Regions from separate parts of the Mus musculus genome. Here region 2 is linked to region 1. Evidence: chromatin contacts called from public Hi-C data. All regions are on one chromosome and are shown on one strand. Each heading gives the region's core, a stretch centred on a gene start, on an enhancer-like site or on the middle of the called end of the contact. The rest is flanking DNA. Distances are from core to core; before and after follow the strand shown. Region 1 overlaps Gm32543 (a long non-coding RNA gene). Region 2 has its middle 470 kb from the start of Gm20125.

Evidence for each region. Hi-C and Micro-C count contacts between places; a contact is called where the count stands out from the background.
Region 2: a Hi-C map of bone marrow-derived macrophages shows a contact between it and region 1, with 12 read pairs. The contact joins two enhancer-like sites. A contact is called at or near these places in 1 of 15 datasets of contacts at CTCF or cohesin (pro-B cells) and 1 of 484 Hi-C or Micro-C datasets (bone marrow-derived macrophages).

What each region holds. Positions count from the first base shown.
Region 1 is chr10:17,547,394-17,551,452 of GRCm38.p6, forward strand. All of the region lies in intron 3 of Gm32543 (a long non-coding RNA gene), which reads right to left. Among named protein-coding and RNA genes, the nearest start is that of Gm32656, 110 kb to the right of the region's middle. Within about 2 kb of position 2,713, at least 94 of the 459 cell types and tissues checked have an H3K27ac peak or open chromatin away from gene starts, as enhancers often do. A contact at or near this core is called in bone marrow-derived macrophages, where this site is marked.
Region 2 is chr10:16,619,164-16,623,420 of GRCm38.p6, forward strand. No RefSeq gene overlaps it. Among named protein-coding and RNA genes, the nearest start is that of Gm20125, 470 kb to the right of the region's middle. Within about 2 kb of position 1,913, at least 39 of the 459 cell types and tissues checked have an H3K27ac peak or open chromatin away from gene starts, as enhancers often do. A contact at or near this core is called in bone marrow-derived macrophages, where this site is marked.

The DNA of each region.
Region 1 (4,059 bases), core at 1,463-3,962:
ACACAGGATCAAACTCTAAAAGCCATCTCAGGAAATGATTCGTTTCAGACGTTTGCCTCAGGTCAAATTAAATTTTCAGCCATCTCTAAAACCCACGTCTGTCTATATTTTTAAAAAAGAGATTTAGATTAAATAAGCTTCCCAGATAACCTCTAATATATGATCAATTTTTATGTCATACATACACTTTTTTTTATGACTGGTAGAATAGATGAGAACAGGATAAATCTTCCAGAGTGTAGTAGATGTCACTTTACAAATGACAACAGAGACTGGGGGGAGAAAAATAGATGACTTTCCTGAGGTAACAAATTTTCATTTACTTCTCTAGTTATTCATTTATTCAGCATGCGCTCAAAACCAGCTATCTGTTGTTTATTCTCCATAGTCCCAGTTGCAGACTGAGAAAAATGCAGAGTATGAGTCTGCTAGAGCTACAGTAACAAGCCACCACATACTGGATATGTGAGACAACAGAAATGTACTGCTTCACCTCTGGAAGGCTGAGGTCGGAAATCAAGGTATCCGTAGGTGTGACCTCTCCAGGGGTCTGCAAGAAACTTTTTATTCCATGCTCCTACCCCACCCTCATCCCCACTCTCACCCCATGTTTTACTATGGGCCTCTGGTCCTTTCATTTCCCTTTTGATGATTCACCCTTATATTTTTGAATATCAACTACATGCCAAGCCATAATTGAAGAAAAAGGAAAAACAAAATCAGAATTGGCCTGTAAACTTTTGTGGGATAGTTCTCTTACTGTTGTTGGTTTTGAGTCATTGTTGTGTGTTTCTTTGGGGAAATGCCAGGAATCAATCCAGGGCTATGTGCATGCTAGGTAACTCTACTACTTGGCTAGATCCTCTGTCCTTTCCGCTGACTTCCAAGAGGAAGAAGGACTGTAGAGCCCCTCAGCGAGTTATTCATGCTTCTGAAGTCATTACAACTTTATGAAGCTCATCTGTGTGCCATATATTGGTAATGGCTGACGCTGGAAAAAGCAAGGTCAGTTGATGTCTTAGTTTCATCCAGGTACAACCTGACTAACACTTGACACCCGGTGACCTACATCACAGAACAATGGCTTTTTCTCCTCCAAATGATAATTGTTCTTGAAATTCTGAAGAACTAGAATTTCTCGTTTCTTTACAATCTTCCATAGTCCATGTAGCCCATTATCTCTTCAAATGCTACCTACCGGATTCTGTGGACTGACTATTCTCTGCTTAGCTCAAGATTTTACTAAATAAATTCTTGACCCAGAGGATACAGGTGTCATTGATGGTATGGATGGCACTGTGGTCACTGAAATCACAGCTTACCGGAAGGCAGACACGATACTTCCATTAACCCAGCCCAACACTAACTTGATGTGACTGATAATCAAACTACCACACTGGCTTACATTAAATACCCGAACACGTGTACTTTTTTTTTTCTTCAGTTTTGAACTCCAAGTCTATCAGACTTCATCCGGTTTTGATCTAGCAACTGCATGTCTTGATACTGGCTCTGGGCAGGACTCTGCCCCTACTGCATTGTGATGGAAAACGGAAGTCCCCAGATCATTCACTGTATGACTCTCATTGGGTCATCTGACATTCATGAACCTCAGGTTTTGCTCACTGGAAAAACAGTACTGGGGGTGGGCACTAGCAGTCATAATCCTCTGAAGCATCAGGAGACTCCACTGAGGTGCACAGGGCAAAAGTTATTTTGCAGAGTGGAAAACATTATGCAAATGTGAGTTGATAGTAGGGCTGTTGGCTTTTCTTTTTTTTGTCTGTCAACTTCAGAGGTGATTAAGCATATTTTCTGTCTTTAGTCAGTGCATTGACTCAAGTGCCAAACAGATTAAGACCAAAATATTGACCAATGTGCTTTGGATTTTTTTACAACCTGTATGACTCTACCTGATGCTATGATGACCCAATCTGAATATACATAGTTCGCCTTAGCCGCAGACCTCGTTGAGCCTGGCTGTGTGTCAGCTAATACGGTGTAGTTGTTGCCCTCAACAGCTCTGAGGCAGGCATAGTTGGCTTCGGTTCTAGCTCAGCAATTTGCATAAACTATTTGATCTCCTGCGATCCCTGTTTCTTATCTTCTGAACGGGAAGATAAACAAAGTACCAGCTCAGACAGAGCATTAGATGGGTAAGTGTAACGGGTAAATGGGCTGCACTTGTTGAGATGACAATAGCCACTCACCGTGAGGTTCTTCTCTTAGGATATTATTGAGAAAGTGATGTTTTTACTAGTCAACCCTGTGATTTTATAAAGTTGTTCCATTTCAGAAGCAAGAAGCTCACTTAAACTAGCATAACTTAACTCGCTGAGTTCCTTGTGAACCTGTGTGCATGCCTCATAAACCACCACATTCCTTAGTTACTGCTCACAAACCATTACATTAGAAAATCCACCCATGGCTTTCTCTAGGCTCACTATGGAAGAATAGCTGACCTATTTTCGGTCTCTGGAATCTATCCTCCTTTTAGAAAAATGAATCAACATTTCCCTTTTTTCATTCATCTTTTGGTTTCTTGAAGACTTCAGTAACTTCTGAGATTAATCGTCAGTTCACATTCACCCATTCAGTGAGACTAGCTAGAATGTGCGCTATTTGTCCAGCATTCCAGTGTTCCCAGTGGCTGGGCACAGCTTATACCTGGAGCTGTCAGCTAGAGCTCATTTATTGCAGTCAGGTTCTGGCCAACTGTCCAGTCATCTCTGTAGACTTACAGTCAACCCCTTCTTTGCTTTGTTTGTGTGTGTGGACAAGTCAGATAAGGCTGAGTCATAATTTCCTCCCCCAACAAAATAGGATAATAATAACAGCTATGACTACCACACAGAGTGAAAATAAATGAGGTGAAGTGCAAAAAGCATGCCCCCCACCAAAAAACAAAAACAAAACAAAACAAAAAACCCAAAGCAAGCATACAAAATGAAAGTCTTGTTTGCTCCTCCTCTTATATCCTGCAGACCACTTTATTTGCTGCAGAACTTGAAAGCAAAATCTGAATTTAATAGTTCTGTTAGCTGTTATCATTACACCATCTGCCCCAGGCAGCTTGGCTATCACTTCCTTGTTCTTCTACTCTTAAACACAAAGGAAAATATCCTTCTTGTGGTCTTTAACAGTTCCGGTGAACCCAAATTATTTGTTTTCTATTAGCACCCCTGTAGTATATTCCCCATTAAGATACAGGGACAGTCAGAGCCATCAAGACCTGAAAAAGACGAGGGAACAACAAGAATGCAAAGGAAGAGTTGGTGGGGTTGAAAAAATGAAGCTGAATGTGGTCAATGGAGCTGAACATATACTGTGTTTCATGGAACCAGAGATGATTACGCTATGGGAACGCAGCTGAGGAGTGACGTGGACTCTCTGGTTAATAATAGGAAGCATAATAAGAGAGATTACATATGGAGTTTTGCAAGCAGGCACAAAAGAGTCTATTAGGCGGTGTCTTTAGCAATAACTTTTCAAATGAAGAAACACTGCCCAAACTATCACTTTTATGTACAGTGCTAAATAAGATGAGGGAGGCACGTCAACCCACGCAGTTCTGTGAGGAAACTTCTGGAGGAGGGGAAGTAATATGGTGTATGCATAAATATTCAGAGTAATATGGTTGGCAAGGGACAGAGAAATTAAAATGTCTCAAGTAGATTATTGTCAGACCTGTTGACTTCTGTACCTTCTCCTTCCATTTCAGCCAGACCTGGGCACATGGTTAGGTACCATGTAGGCTGAGGTTTTATGGGAGAGCACAGAATATCATCTTTTTGTCTCTTAACAATGTAGGAGCACTGTACTGTATGTAACTGTGATTAGTTCACAAATTAAGATCTTTTCCCTAAGAGAAGGGCCTTCCTATCACCTTCAAAGAGGAAGACTGTCAAAAGCCAGACTTTCTATTATAAAATGGTTTTAAATATAATGAAACTTCAAGCAACCATGCGTCTCAGGGCAGAAGTGGAAACACTATTCTGTTGGGGTCAAACTCACTTGCCAATGTTTTTTTGTAAATAAAGTTTCATTGGAATGCAATTA
Region 2 (4,257 bases), core at 663-3,162, 930 kb before region 1:
AGGGAGTAAACCACCAACCAAACAGTACACACGTAGCAACCCATGGCTCCCCCAGTATGTGTAGCAGAGGATGGCCTTGTTGGACATCAATGGGAGGAGAGGCTTTTGGTCCTGTAAGGGTTCAATGCCCCAGTTTAAGGGAATGCCAGGACTGGGAAGCACAAGTGGGTGGGTAGGGGAACACCCTCATAAAAGCAGGGGAAAAGGGGATGGGATTGGGGTTTTTCAGAGGGGAAACCTGGAATTTGAAATGTAAGTAAAGAAAATATCTAATAATAAAAATTCAAAAAAATTAAGAAAAGAACAGAGAGTTATAGTACTCACTAAGGAGATGAGTTTCATTTGAATCAGAATATAAATGAATTTAATCAGTCTCTGGAATTTAAGAATGTACACTGAAGTCTTGGAGGATTCAGTAAGTAGAAGTGATACAGCATAGAAGAAGGATGCGGAGCTCAACAAGCAAACTGGTGGGCAAAGGAAACATTAACTGTAGTTTTATGGCCATGAAGTAATTCTAATGCTCACCAGCTCACACTATCTTCACGTTCCTCCTGTGTAAGGACTACACAAGAGTAAGTCCATTAACATTTCATCATGCATGCAGAGGGTCTTCTGGGGATTTTCCCATCCAGTGGAGCTAATGGTTCTTAAGAATACTGGGGGAGAAGAAGTCATTCTTTCCAGTGAAGTATAGCTTCTGGTGAGTTACACATCCTCCAATTGATAGCTTTGAACCTATATTCCAAAAAATAGTCTTGTTTTTACCCAGTGGTTAAATTAATGAACAAATTTTAAAAAATCCATTAAAATAGGATAAAGACTTAGTGCAGGAAAGGCATGGGGGAGGGTGGGCCTAGGAAGAGAGATAGTAGACAACAAATGGATGAGTATGATCAGAATGGATTATATGCCTGTATGAGATCTTAAAGAATAAACACTCAAATAATAAACTTAATCTTAAAAATAGTATAACTATCCCTAAAATATATTTATGATGGCTTTTTCCTTATGTCATAAAAAGGGAAGAAAATGGTTTCCTTTTTCTTGAAGGTAGTATTTCCACTGCCAGTGACTATTCATAACTGTAGTTAATTTTGCTTTTCTATTCCATTGTTGTATAACACAAATTGAGCCTGTATTGCACAACCAATTAGCATCTACCTCTACACCTATACATATCTACACACACACACACACACACACACACAGAGGCACACACATGCACATGCATTTACGTTATGTCCTCTAGAATCATTTTAGACTTTAACCATAATTAATGTATGGAAAGAAATTTTTAGTATTGCTACTCATCTGTACTGCTTAAGTCTTAAGAACATGTTATTTCCCCTCACTTTGAAAGCCTATATTTCAATCTCTAATGTAATGAATGCAGGAAATTCATTCCAGTGCTAAAGACATAATCCAATCAGTATAACGACTTTGGAGGAAGAAAGGAGGCTATATTTCCATCTAGTGCTGTAAAGAGCAAGATAACAGAGGGAGATCCTGGTAGAGGAGAGACTTGGAGCTGCTCTTGTGTCTTTAGCAAGAGAAAGAGACAGAACACAGCAGCAGAAAAACCTGTCTTCATTTGTAAGCTTCCCACCCCCCACCCCCCAGCTTCAAATCCATTTTACAAATGGACTGAAGCAATAACTAAAGGAATTTGTACCCCAATAAAATCACCATTTTGAATGACAGCTCTGCTGCTTGGGGAAAATTTATCATAGTTCAAGTGTTTCTGTAATGAGCAGAAGTAAATGTAAACTCAACTACCTGGATGCAGTCACTGAACTTAGATAATTATTTCCCAATCAAAAAAAAAAAAAAAAAAAAAGAACATCCTCTTTTGCTTTGGCATGCCCTGGTGTCTGTTAGCTAGGCTTTTTATAGCTTTAATTGAAATTTCATAATCGCAGAGTTCAAATACAGAACAGAAGAACAGGTTTGAGTCAGGAATCGGGAACAATATCATTCCCTAGGAGTGCTTCGTCTTTTTCAGAAAAGAACCAAAAGAAAAAAAAAATTCCCAGGCTTTTATGAGACTTTGTGCCTCTACTGATTCCTGGTAAAAGAATTTCTAGTCTGCGGTTACAAGCTATTAAAGAACAGCCTGGGGCTGAACTCAATAGGGAAGTGAATGGAAGAGTTTGATGGGCTTACCCAGATTACGGTTTAGCTAGTTTATTGGAGAATTTAAGAGGAAAAAAAATATGAAGGAAAACCCTTGGGATTCAGGAAAAGCCAAACGAATTTGGACCAAATGTGTTGTGAAGCAAAGTGTGTTTTTAAGAGAAATGCAATCCATGTTTCTGACTCATTTACAATGACCTTATCAAAATGCTATGCAAGGAAAGCTACTCAGGGTCCAAAAACTCTTCTCAGCTTCTAAACAGCATTTCAAAATATTTTTTCTGGTTTGATTATAAATGAATTCAAATTCTAAAAGGTCCACCAAGATCACTAAAATTCTCAAGAGTCATCATATTGAAAAAGAATTTAAGCTCTGCAATTTTCTCTTTCTAAGTCATTAAAATGGTTACAGCAGGTTTAATTCAGTTGGAGACTTTCAATTGCATAATTACAATCACACCAAAAATCAAGGAAAAGCTCCTAGGAGTTTTTAAAGTTATTTTGCACAATCATTATTCATCATTAAGAAAAAAATAACCAAAGTCTCTTGACTTTCTTTCTCTCTACTGTAATAGCAGTTTCCTAATGTTTCCTAGGGAACTCGAAACAAGTTGGCTAAGACACTGCATTGCTATATTTTGTCCTGATGCCCTATAATTTTTTCACATGCTACATATATATTAGTTTGCTGAGAAATACAGAGGGTCAGAGATGGAGGTTATTGTGGTAATTTAGCTCAAACACTGAGCTTTGAAATGGACAAAATTGCTATTCATAAGTTTAAAAATTATACCATAACAGTTATTAATAATATTAATGTTTGATAGCAGAAATTGCCTTTTACTGCCATCAAGATTACCTGAATGCTTCCAAAATGATGACACTCACTCTCTTTAATATGCTACCTCTCTGAGCCTGCTATCCCTAGGCTAATAATATCGAATGCTGTCTCCCACAGGCATGATATTCCCCTGCTTAGACTGTTGTACATCCCATACCCTCGGCCTTTTACTCACTCATTCTCTTTCCTCTGTAGTTATCATCTATCAAGCAGCAAGGTTACTAAAAAGCCTTGCACATCCATGGCTTTAAAATCTCCCAATCAACTATCCTCAAGTTCTCCATCACACACTGAGGCTTGTGAAATTCTATTATAAACTACACACTAGATCTTAAGAAAATGAGGTCCTACCACAACAGCCTCAGCAGCCTGGGATCTCATCACCCTTCCTTGTTCACAGAAGCCTCAGTCAAACTTAGTGACTATATGCTTATTTTACCTTGGATGAAGAACTATTAACCCAGATATCCTCCTGGACTGTCCTTCACATGCAAATATCAGGTTAATGTCATCTCAGCAGAAAGTTGTTTCTTCTCTTCTCCATTAAAAAAGTAATAGATCTTACATCTCCGTTTCATTTACTTTTCTTCCTGAATCTCTATACTGAATGATGACATACATTTCCTTTGATGACTGGTTTTTCACCGATTCCCATTGCTAGATAGCAAATATAATAAGGAAATGATATCTTCTGCCGGGTGCATCATCAGTGTAGGAGAAATGTATTCCTAACTAATTAAGATCTATTATACTCTTATGTGTGCAATAATGATATCCTGAAATGAAAAACATCTTTCAGAGTTGGTCATTCAACCTCACCCAGAATTGACTCCTTCCCTGTAACATGAAGCTCTTCCTCTATAGTCATCTATGAGTCATCAAGCCTACCAAGAGAACTTTTTAAGAAAGCATGGTGGTGGACTCAATCCATCACCATGTCGCTTTCCTCAGTATTGTAAGTTTACACACTTTGGAATGTGATCTTACAACTTTTTACGTCTGTTCAGCAGCAGCCATGAGCACTATAGCTTACTTGCATATCAAAGAATGTGCAGTATCTCATCTTACATTTGCAATGATTTGGGGTCTTACAAAAAATTAAGAAGAGAGGGAAAACTTTGCACAGCTCTTATGCATGTGGGCACAACTGCTTAGGTTGATATGTGCAGCTGCCATGTTGTGTCTAGAAAACACTTGATTTTTGTCACCCATAAGTCTTTGGAGGAGAAGTTGTGATATATATGTTCTATATTTAGTGTTATGTTGTGAAGTCTCTTATT